Linked DNA regions of Mus musculus: region 2 is linked to region 1. A link is a contact called in public ChIA-PET data. All regions are on one chromosome and are shown on one strand. The core of a region is the stretch at or near the end of the contact, and the rest is flanking DNA. Distances in the headings are between cores, read along the strand shown.

Region 1 (4,070 bases), core at 1,026-3,525:
CAGTGCAAATGCCAGGTTGTTCCCAAAGCCTTTTGTCTCCCAGTGGTTGAATTCACAAATTCAACAGAACCCATAGAAACGAAGACCAACTGTGTTTACATGAAAAGCAGTTATAGCCAAGCTCATTTGTTCTTTTGTTTTCTCCCCATCCACCCACCTCATTCACCCTGTGAGCACACGATTGCGCATTCCTCATCCTGTTCCAGGGGCGTTTATTAAACTTTTAAAGACAGTGGTTTAATAAGTTGCTTCTGTAACTTGAACATGCAGTAAATACACAAGGAACATTTTGGGATTTTTTTTTAAGCTAACAGGAGCAAACTCACTTGGTGTTTTGAGCTGTCCTGTAGGTCGGAATCATTTTGATTGTTGCTGGGTAAGTGGTGACCTTGATTTGAGGACAGTGTCTGTCTTCATTCATCATTCTCTTCTTGACACAGCTTTGGGAAAAGCCAGCCTCAAAGCACAATCTAAGACTCCAATCTCAAGCTGGGTATAACTGCTCATCTTTAATCCCAGCGCTTGGGAGGCGCAGGCGGATCTGTGAGTTCAAGGCCAGCCTTGAGCGAGCCAAGGTCTACAGAGTGAGTTCCAAGACAGCCAGAGCTACATAGTTAGATCCTGTCTCAAAACAAACAAACAAACAAACAAACAAACAAGCAAAAAATCCCCAAATAAAAAGAGATATCAAATCTCGAGTACACTTTAATTTTAATTATACAAATGCTGCATGAATGAATAAATTATATTTTTATTTATTTATTTATTTTTATTTATTTATTATTTTTTTTTTTTTTGGTTTTTCGAGACAGGGTTTCTCTGTAGAGCCCTGGCTGTCCTGGAGCTCACTTTGTAGACCAGGCTGGCCTCGAACTCAGAAATCTGCCTGCCTCTGCCTCCCGAGTGCTGGGATTAAAGGCGTGCGCCACCAAGCCCGGCAAATTATATTTTTAAAAGATTTTATTTTATTTGTGTGTGTGTGTGTGTGTGTGTGTGTGTGTGTGTGTGTGTGTGTGTGCATGAGTATGTCACATGAGCACAATGCCCTCAGAAACCAGAAGACAATGTCAGCTCCCCTGAACCTGGAGTTATATGTGGTTGGGAGTTGCCCAAGTGGATGCTGGGAACAGAACCTTGATCATCTGGAAGGGCAGCAAGCCCTCTTACCCACCGTACTGTTTAATGCAGGTGGAGCTCAGTCAACTCAGTGCTTGCCCTGAGTGGATGAAGTTCTGAGCTCCCCCCCCCCCACCTGGCAACACCCACATGGGCAGTGGTAGGTAGCCTGGATCGGAAGCCACATTGATGGCGGAGCTCCGCTGGCTTTGGTGAGCAGGGTCGCTGTGCTCTCCTGGGAACGCCCTCTCTCATATCCTTCCTCTGAGCTCTTCCCAGTTGTGAGAACTTTCATTCCCCTTCCAAAACTCATTCATGACAAAAAGCAGTCAGGGCTAGGGAGGGCAGCCCAGAGGCGGAGGACTTGCCTTGAAAGTGTAAGACACTCGGTTTCATTTCCAAAATTTAAAAAACAAAAGCAAGCAAGCAAGCAAACAAACAAGAAACAAGAAACAACTTCACTGAGCCACCCTGCTCTCCACCGAGTGAAGTTCTGGTTTGTAATCCTAGACCCGTGTTGCAGCAAAAGAGTAGCCTGAGATGTCGCTTTGTCGGTCAACAGAGACCTTGTGCTCTTTAAATAGCTGTGAATGCAAAAGAGAGGGAACAGAGGCAGAATTTCTTAGATCTAAATATGAGAAAGACCGTGGGTGAAGGGGTGGTGGCTGGAAGGTGGTCCTTTCATCGGTAGCTGTATGCAGAGGAGGTCTTTATCGAGAGGGCTTCACACCCAGAAGCCGTCAAAAACTGGACGGAGCTGGCAACTGAGGACACCCTTGTCCTGTGCGTGTTGGGACCTAGGACAGAGCTTCAGCAAGGGCTGACACTGTCAGCTTCCTGCCTTCTGTGGAAAGGCCTCTGAACACTTTCGTCTTTAAACAATTGGACCGCCTGTTGGTGGCGCTGTCTGGGAGGTTATAGAACCCTTAGGAGGCGGAGTCTTGCTGGGCGTGTGTCAGTGGGGGCGGGCTTTGAGTTTATCCCCTCCCCTCACTTTCAGTTCGCTCTGTTTTCTGTAGGAACCATCCTAAACAAAACAAGCAAGCAAGCGAGCGAGCGAGCAAGAAAACCCTCCTTCTTAAGTTGCTTTTGGTTATGGTGTTTTATTTTAGCAGCAAAAAAGCTGACTAGAACATTGCCCTTAGCAGATTGCTAAGTTCTTATGCTCGAAGACCTTAGTTCTGTATGCTCTAAAGGAGGTGGGGTGGGGGTGGGGGTGGGGAAGGACACATCACAAAGAACAAATAGAGCTCTCTGAAATATTATTTATTTAATAACAAATCAATAAATTCACATGACATTTTCTCAAGCACTTCTGCTCTTCAGTGGGAGTTGTCAGGAAGTTTGAGAGAGGTGCTACGGAGGCCACTCACGGTCACCTGGACAGGACAGAGATTCATGCTTTTCTTCTTCAGGTTCAAGTCTCCACCCTGGCTAGAACGCATCCTTGACTCACCCACAGTGTGAGGAGGAGGCACGACACACACACACGTTACTGTGCACATGTGATAGTTCACTGTGTTATTCATTTATATTTTGATGCTAAGAAGGGCGCCAGGAGGGGGACATATTTCCAGGCCTTCTTTAATCACAAGTCCCCTACCAATGTCTAGAATTGGGGTTAGATTTGGATTGTGTGGGACTCTAAGAGCTCCCAGAATCAACAGCAGGAAGATGTGAGTGAGAAGGAAGTCAAAACGTCCTGTAGCCCAGGCTAGCCCCTATGTCTCTGTGTTCCAGGATGGCTGTGAACTCCTGATCCTCCTGCTTCCACAACCCAAGTGCTGGGTGAGAAGCCAAGGGATGCAGATCACACGGAGCTGGCAGCTTAAAACAAGCTCAGCTTTATTGGCAAGCTTTCAGGCGAGGTTCACCCTTCCCAGGGCTGGGGGTAGAGAAGAGCTCGGGACCCAAGCTGCTTGCTAGGTTCTTATAGTCCCAGGCAAATCAGGCGAAGAACTGGTTTTTCTCCATATACAGTACTGGTTTGAGCACATGGAATTCTTTCAGGAAGGGGGCTGGTACCACCAGGACTTGGTGCCATCTGGGTAAAGGGCTGTAGCAAGCAGGAGTTTGGGTCTTTCCGACCCTGGCCAGGCTGATCTTTGTCCCTGTCTCAGCCTAACAGTGGGATTCCAGGGCTCTCTACCTACCTGGCTAAGAGAAGGATTTTGACAGAGTTTCCCAGGATGCATGGAGGCACAGGACAGAGATGCTGTTTGGGAGCTGGGACATGAGGACAGCAGACACTTTGCTGAGAATCGTCAGTCACTGGCTGTGCAGGGAGGCTCTGGTGTCCCACCACAGAGACCCCTGGCCTGGGTTTGGCTCCAAGGCAGCAGAGATGCCACCTTGAAGATAAGTCTAGGATGGCAGACCTGACCAGATTCTAGCTGACGACCGAAGGGCCCCTCCCTGAATCTTCCAGATGGCCCAAGTTCCCTCAGGACATTTGCACAACCCTGAAAAAAGGAGGGCCTAAAAAACATGGCCAAGGTGGAATTTTCCAGAAGCCAGGGAGGTGGGGCTCACGACTGAGACGGAACATTTTCTGTCTGATGGTGAGGGAGCTCGGCACACACCCACTACATAAACACTAACTTTGAGCCGCAGAATGTCTCCATCCTGTTGCCTTGAATTTGATCTGTATGGGTGGATTCCGTTTAATAGTTCATAAGAGTCTCACACTGCATTTTGGCAGCAAAGAGAAGGCAGGTGTTGTCTTGTTTGCTGAAGCCTGGGGAGGTGGGGGGAGGGACGGAGAAACTTGATCCCTGCATGGGTCCAGGAGGCCTTGCTTGGGTGTCACAGGGCAGTGTTTTAGCCTGCTTTTCTACCTATAAAATAAAATACCGTGGCCAGGAATCTGAAGCCACTGTATGTATGGTTTCAGGAGTCTCCAAAAATCTGCTTGCTTTAATCCTCATTCCTCCGTCAGCCTTGTACCCTATGCA
Region 2 (3,809 bases), core at 111-2,610, 260 kb before region 1:
ACACACATACACACAGCAGGGCGGTATGCACAGCACACACACACACACACACACACACACACACACACACACAGCAGGGCGGTGTGCACAGCACACACATACAGCAGGACAGTATGGTCCAAGCTAGTTTCCTGTTGTGTTTCTGAACTGCTTGTGAGGTAGAAGCCACTTCTGGATCCAACCAGAGCCAAATGTGAGGAAAACAAAACACCGACTTCCTCTGCTCCTGGAATTCAGCTCTCCCTGTCCGGGAACCTCAAGCCATCACCACAGGGAAGAGCAGATACCATTTACTGAGCACTTACTATGTCTCAGTAATGTGACCCATGCTCCCTCATTACTGACACTGTAGGCCTGACTACATGCTAGGTAAAACACAGGCATTCCCTGCTTCATCTCATCTGACTGGCTGTAATGGGGAGGAAGCGGTCCAGGGCACTGAGCCCAAAGATGCAAAACTCAAAAGAAAAGGGGCAGGATTTAAATTCAGACAGCATGGCTTGAGAGCCAAGGCTCACACAGTCAAGAACAGCTTGTTGCTAAGGCAGAGAAAACACTAGCCACACCCATTCAGACCTGGGGATGTGTGGAGGAAAACATCAGATATGAAGACAGATCTGTGCTCCTGGGCCCCAGTGGGAAGGAGGAAGGGGCCTAGAGGTGGGTCTTGACTCCCTCAGCTTCACCCCACCAGCTGCAGGCTTCCTGAAGGGGATCACTGAGAGCCATGTGGGAGTAAGAGTGCACACACACAGCCTGAGTTCCTACTTCCTTTCTGAGCAAATAAGCTCACTGCATACAGAGGTCAGAGTCCCGTGCTCCCTCACCACCAGAGTGCCCTCCAAGGAAACAAGGTGACCAGAGGGACCCACTAAATGAATGACATCTTGCAACTCTGGAGCCTGGAGGGACTCCAGTGCTCTTATCTCCAAGATGCAGAATGAGATGTGGCATAGAGGGGGATGCTTCGACCTCACATGTGGCACATGTGGACTTCAGGGTCCTCGCACAGTGCCCTTGTTACCTGACTGTTTCTGGGGATACTATCCAGAAGACGGGGCCTGAGGGAGTGTCATGGTAGGAATGGTGAGTAAGTGGCCTTGCCTGGCACTGCTTTTCTTCTGTACAGTAAATCTAACAGGGGCAGCATCATACTGGCCCTTTTATGGATGAGTCTGGTTTAGGAAGAAGGGAAAGCAGATTTAAAGAAAGACATTAGATGGTGATAAAAGGGCACACAAGCCCAGAAAGTATCGAACTGGAGGCTGGCCAAGCAGAAAAACACATCCCTAACACATTTAGTGTGCTCCAGCAGCAGGCTAAAGCAAAACCAAAACGAGAAATGAGAAACCACAGAGGGGCTGAGCCTTTCACCCTGCCAGAGTAACAGGACACTGGACAGACATGCCCTGCCCCCTCCCTTCCCCAAACTTAGCTAGCAATGATCTTCACACCTTAAACATGCTCAGACCCAAACGCCCAACACCACTTATCAGCCAACTCAGTGGAACCATTTCTGAGTCCTAATTGCCCTGACTGTGGCCCCAAGGCACCGTGGCGAAGGCCCCCTCCAGTGAGCAGCAGAGCTTGCTGGAAGCCGGCCATCCAGCCCCTTGCCTAAGTGACAGATGACATAGCCCCTTTCTAACCTGCTACATGCTTTCTTTACCTCCCATACAGTGAGACCACAAGTTCTCCTTAAACCTCCTGGTTCAGAGAGCCCAAATCACCAGGACTCTTTTGGTTTGAAACACACTTTGGGTCCATGAACCACCCCTCATTATGCTCCCCACATCTGTTTGCACACCCATATCAGACACTAGGATGGAGCCTGAATCCACGGGGTAGGGGACAGCAGAGCACCAGGAGCCTTCCTAACCACCCACTCTGCCCCATCAAGAATGGAGCCTTCATCTAAAACCATCCTGGACACCCGGGGCCTCAGCACTCCCAGAGGAGCCAGACCAGCTCAGAGTTGGAAGCACACACCTCTCAAGGCGAGGAGAAAGCGGTCCTGCACTCACTCACTGGAAAACGTCCAGTACTTCCGGGGATTAGGCTTCTCCTCCAAACACAAGATGAAATGCGTGGAAGAGCAGAGCAGTGGGTTCAGGCCTGCAACCCATGCTCGGGAGGCTGAGAGAGAAAGAATTCTAGGACAGCCTGAGCTACAGAAGCAAGTCTCAAAACAACTGGGCGGGAGCGATGGCTCTCTTGTTAAGGGCACTTGCTGCCTTGCAGGGGCCCGATGCCCTCTTCTGACCTCCAACGGTACCTGCATGCAGGTGGTGCACTTTTGTACACTGAGACCCTAGACATTCAAGATAAATAAAAAGAAATCCTGCAGGTTAAAAAAAAAAAAAAGACCCTTTAAAACAAACAAAACAATGGCCAGTGAGATGGCTCAGCAGGTAAAGACGCTTGCCACCAAGCCTGATATCCTAAGGGCCATGACCTCTGGACTCAATTGAGAGAGAGAGAGAGAGAGAGAGAGAGAGAGAGAGTGTGTGTGTGTATGTGTGTGTTGGGGGTGGGGGCACATGACTGACTCTTGCCAGCTGTCCTCCATCTCATTACATCTCTACATGTGTGCTATGCCCAGCCCATATGACATAAATTTGTAAAACAAAACAAAACAAACAAACAAAAAAACTTTAAACAAAACACATGGAAAAATCTTTAAATCTTATTTGAGTCAGGGTCTTGCTACGTAGACCAGGCTAGCCTCAAACCTGGGGTTGCTGCCTCCAAGGGCTGAGACTAGATAAAGCATGCATTATCACACGTGGGTTCCAATCCTATTTTTAAAGCTGCACTGTAACTATCCCCCCTGGAAGATGTGCATAAGCCAGGCTTCCAGACACATGCTGTGAACAGAGTCTTACAATGAGGAGAAGCTGGTAACATTCTTATTGGGCACTCGGTACAGACAAGGTCTGGCTATGTGGCCCTGGCTGGTGCTGCGATTACAGGTGGTGCCACCACATGTAGCTTTGTTTTTTTTTTGTTTCCACGTTGGGGCTCATGAAGCCCAAGCTACTCACCATGTAGCTAAGGATGGTCTTGAACCCCTACTGCTCCGCTGCTTAATCTACTGGGTGCCAGGGTTAGCTCCAGGCACCACCACAGTTGCTTTGAGACTTATTTTTAACTCTCCAAAATCAGTACAGTTGGTCCTTTGGTATCCAAGAGGGTTGGGTACTGAACCACCCACCTCCCCACCTGCGGTGATCTGAATGAGAAGTAGCCCCCACAGGCTCATGTACTGAACACTTGGTCCCTGGCTGGCGGTACTGTCTGGGGAGGCTGTGAAACTCTAAGAAGGTGCAGCCTTGCTGGAGAAGGCATGTCACTGTGGGGCCAGCTTTGACAGTTTATAGCTCTCCTGACTGGTTGTTCACATTCTGCTTCCTGTGTGAATAAAGATGCATCCTGCCCGCTCTCTGCTCCCCAACACTGTGGGCCCCCAACCCAAATAAATGTTCCTTAAGTTGCTTTTGTGCAAAGCATGATCTAAGCAGACTAGTCACATATATACATCCAACAGGCGCCGCAGGCACAGACCCCGCATGTCCACTCTCATTTTTATTTTTGTTTGGTTTTTGGTTTTCAAGACAGAGTTTCTCTGTGTAGCCCTGCTGTCCTGGAGCTCACTATGGAGATCAGGCTGGCCCTGAACTTGGATTTTGTTTTGTTTGTAAAATGTGTATGTCTGTGCATGTGTTCTCCAATACTCGTGGAGGCCAGAAGAGGGCGTCAGATCCTTTGAAGCTGGAGTTAAAGGCATTCGGAGTCACCCAGTGTGGACT

What was found. ChIA-PET counts read pairs in DNA pulled down with a chosen protein or histone mark.
Region 2: an RNA polymerase II ChIA-PET map of memory CD8 T cells shows a contact between it and region 1, with 21 read pairs. The contact joins two enhancer-like sites. A contact is called at or near these places in 2 of 39 promoter capture datasets (both in liver), 3 of 115 datasets of contacts at active chromatin or transcription factors (embryonic stem cells, memory CD8 T cells and pancreatic cancer cells) and 1 of 9 other capture datasets (pancreatic islet).

Annotation. Positions count from the first base shown.
Region 1 is chr4:138,941,861-138,945,930 of GRCm38.p6, reverse strand. No RefSeq gene overlaps it. Among named protein-coding and RNA genes, the nearest start is that of Gm33011, 5.3 kb to the right of the region's middle. Within about 2 kb of position 2,275, at least 99 of the 459 cell types and tissues checked have an H3K27ac peak or open chromatin away from gene starts, as enhancers often do. A contact at or near this core is called in memory CD8 T cells, where this site is marked.
Region 2 is chr4:139,205,997-139,209,805 of GRCm38.p6, reverse strand. The region is part of intron 1 of Capzb (capping protein (actin filament) muscle Z-line, beta); the gene reads right to left. Among named protein-coding and RNA genes, the nearest start is that of Capzb, 15 kb to the right of the region's middle. Within about 2 kb of position 1,360, at least 131 of the 459 cell types and tissues checked have an H3K27ac peak or open chromatin away from gene starts, as enhancers often do. A contact at or near this core is called in memory CD8 T cells, where this site is marked.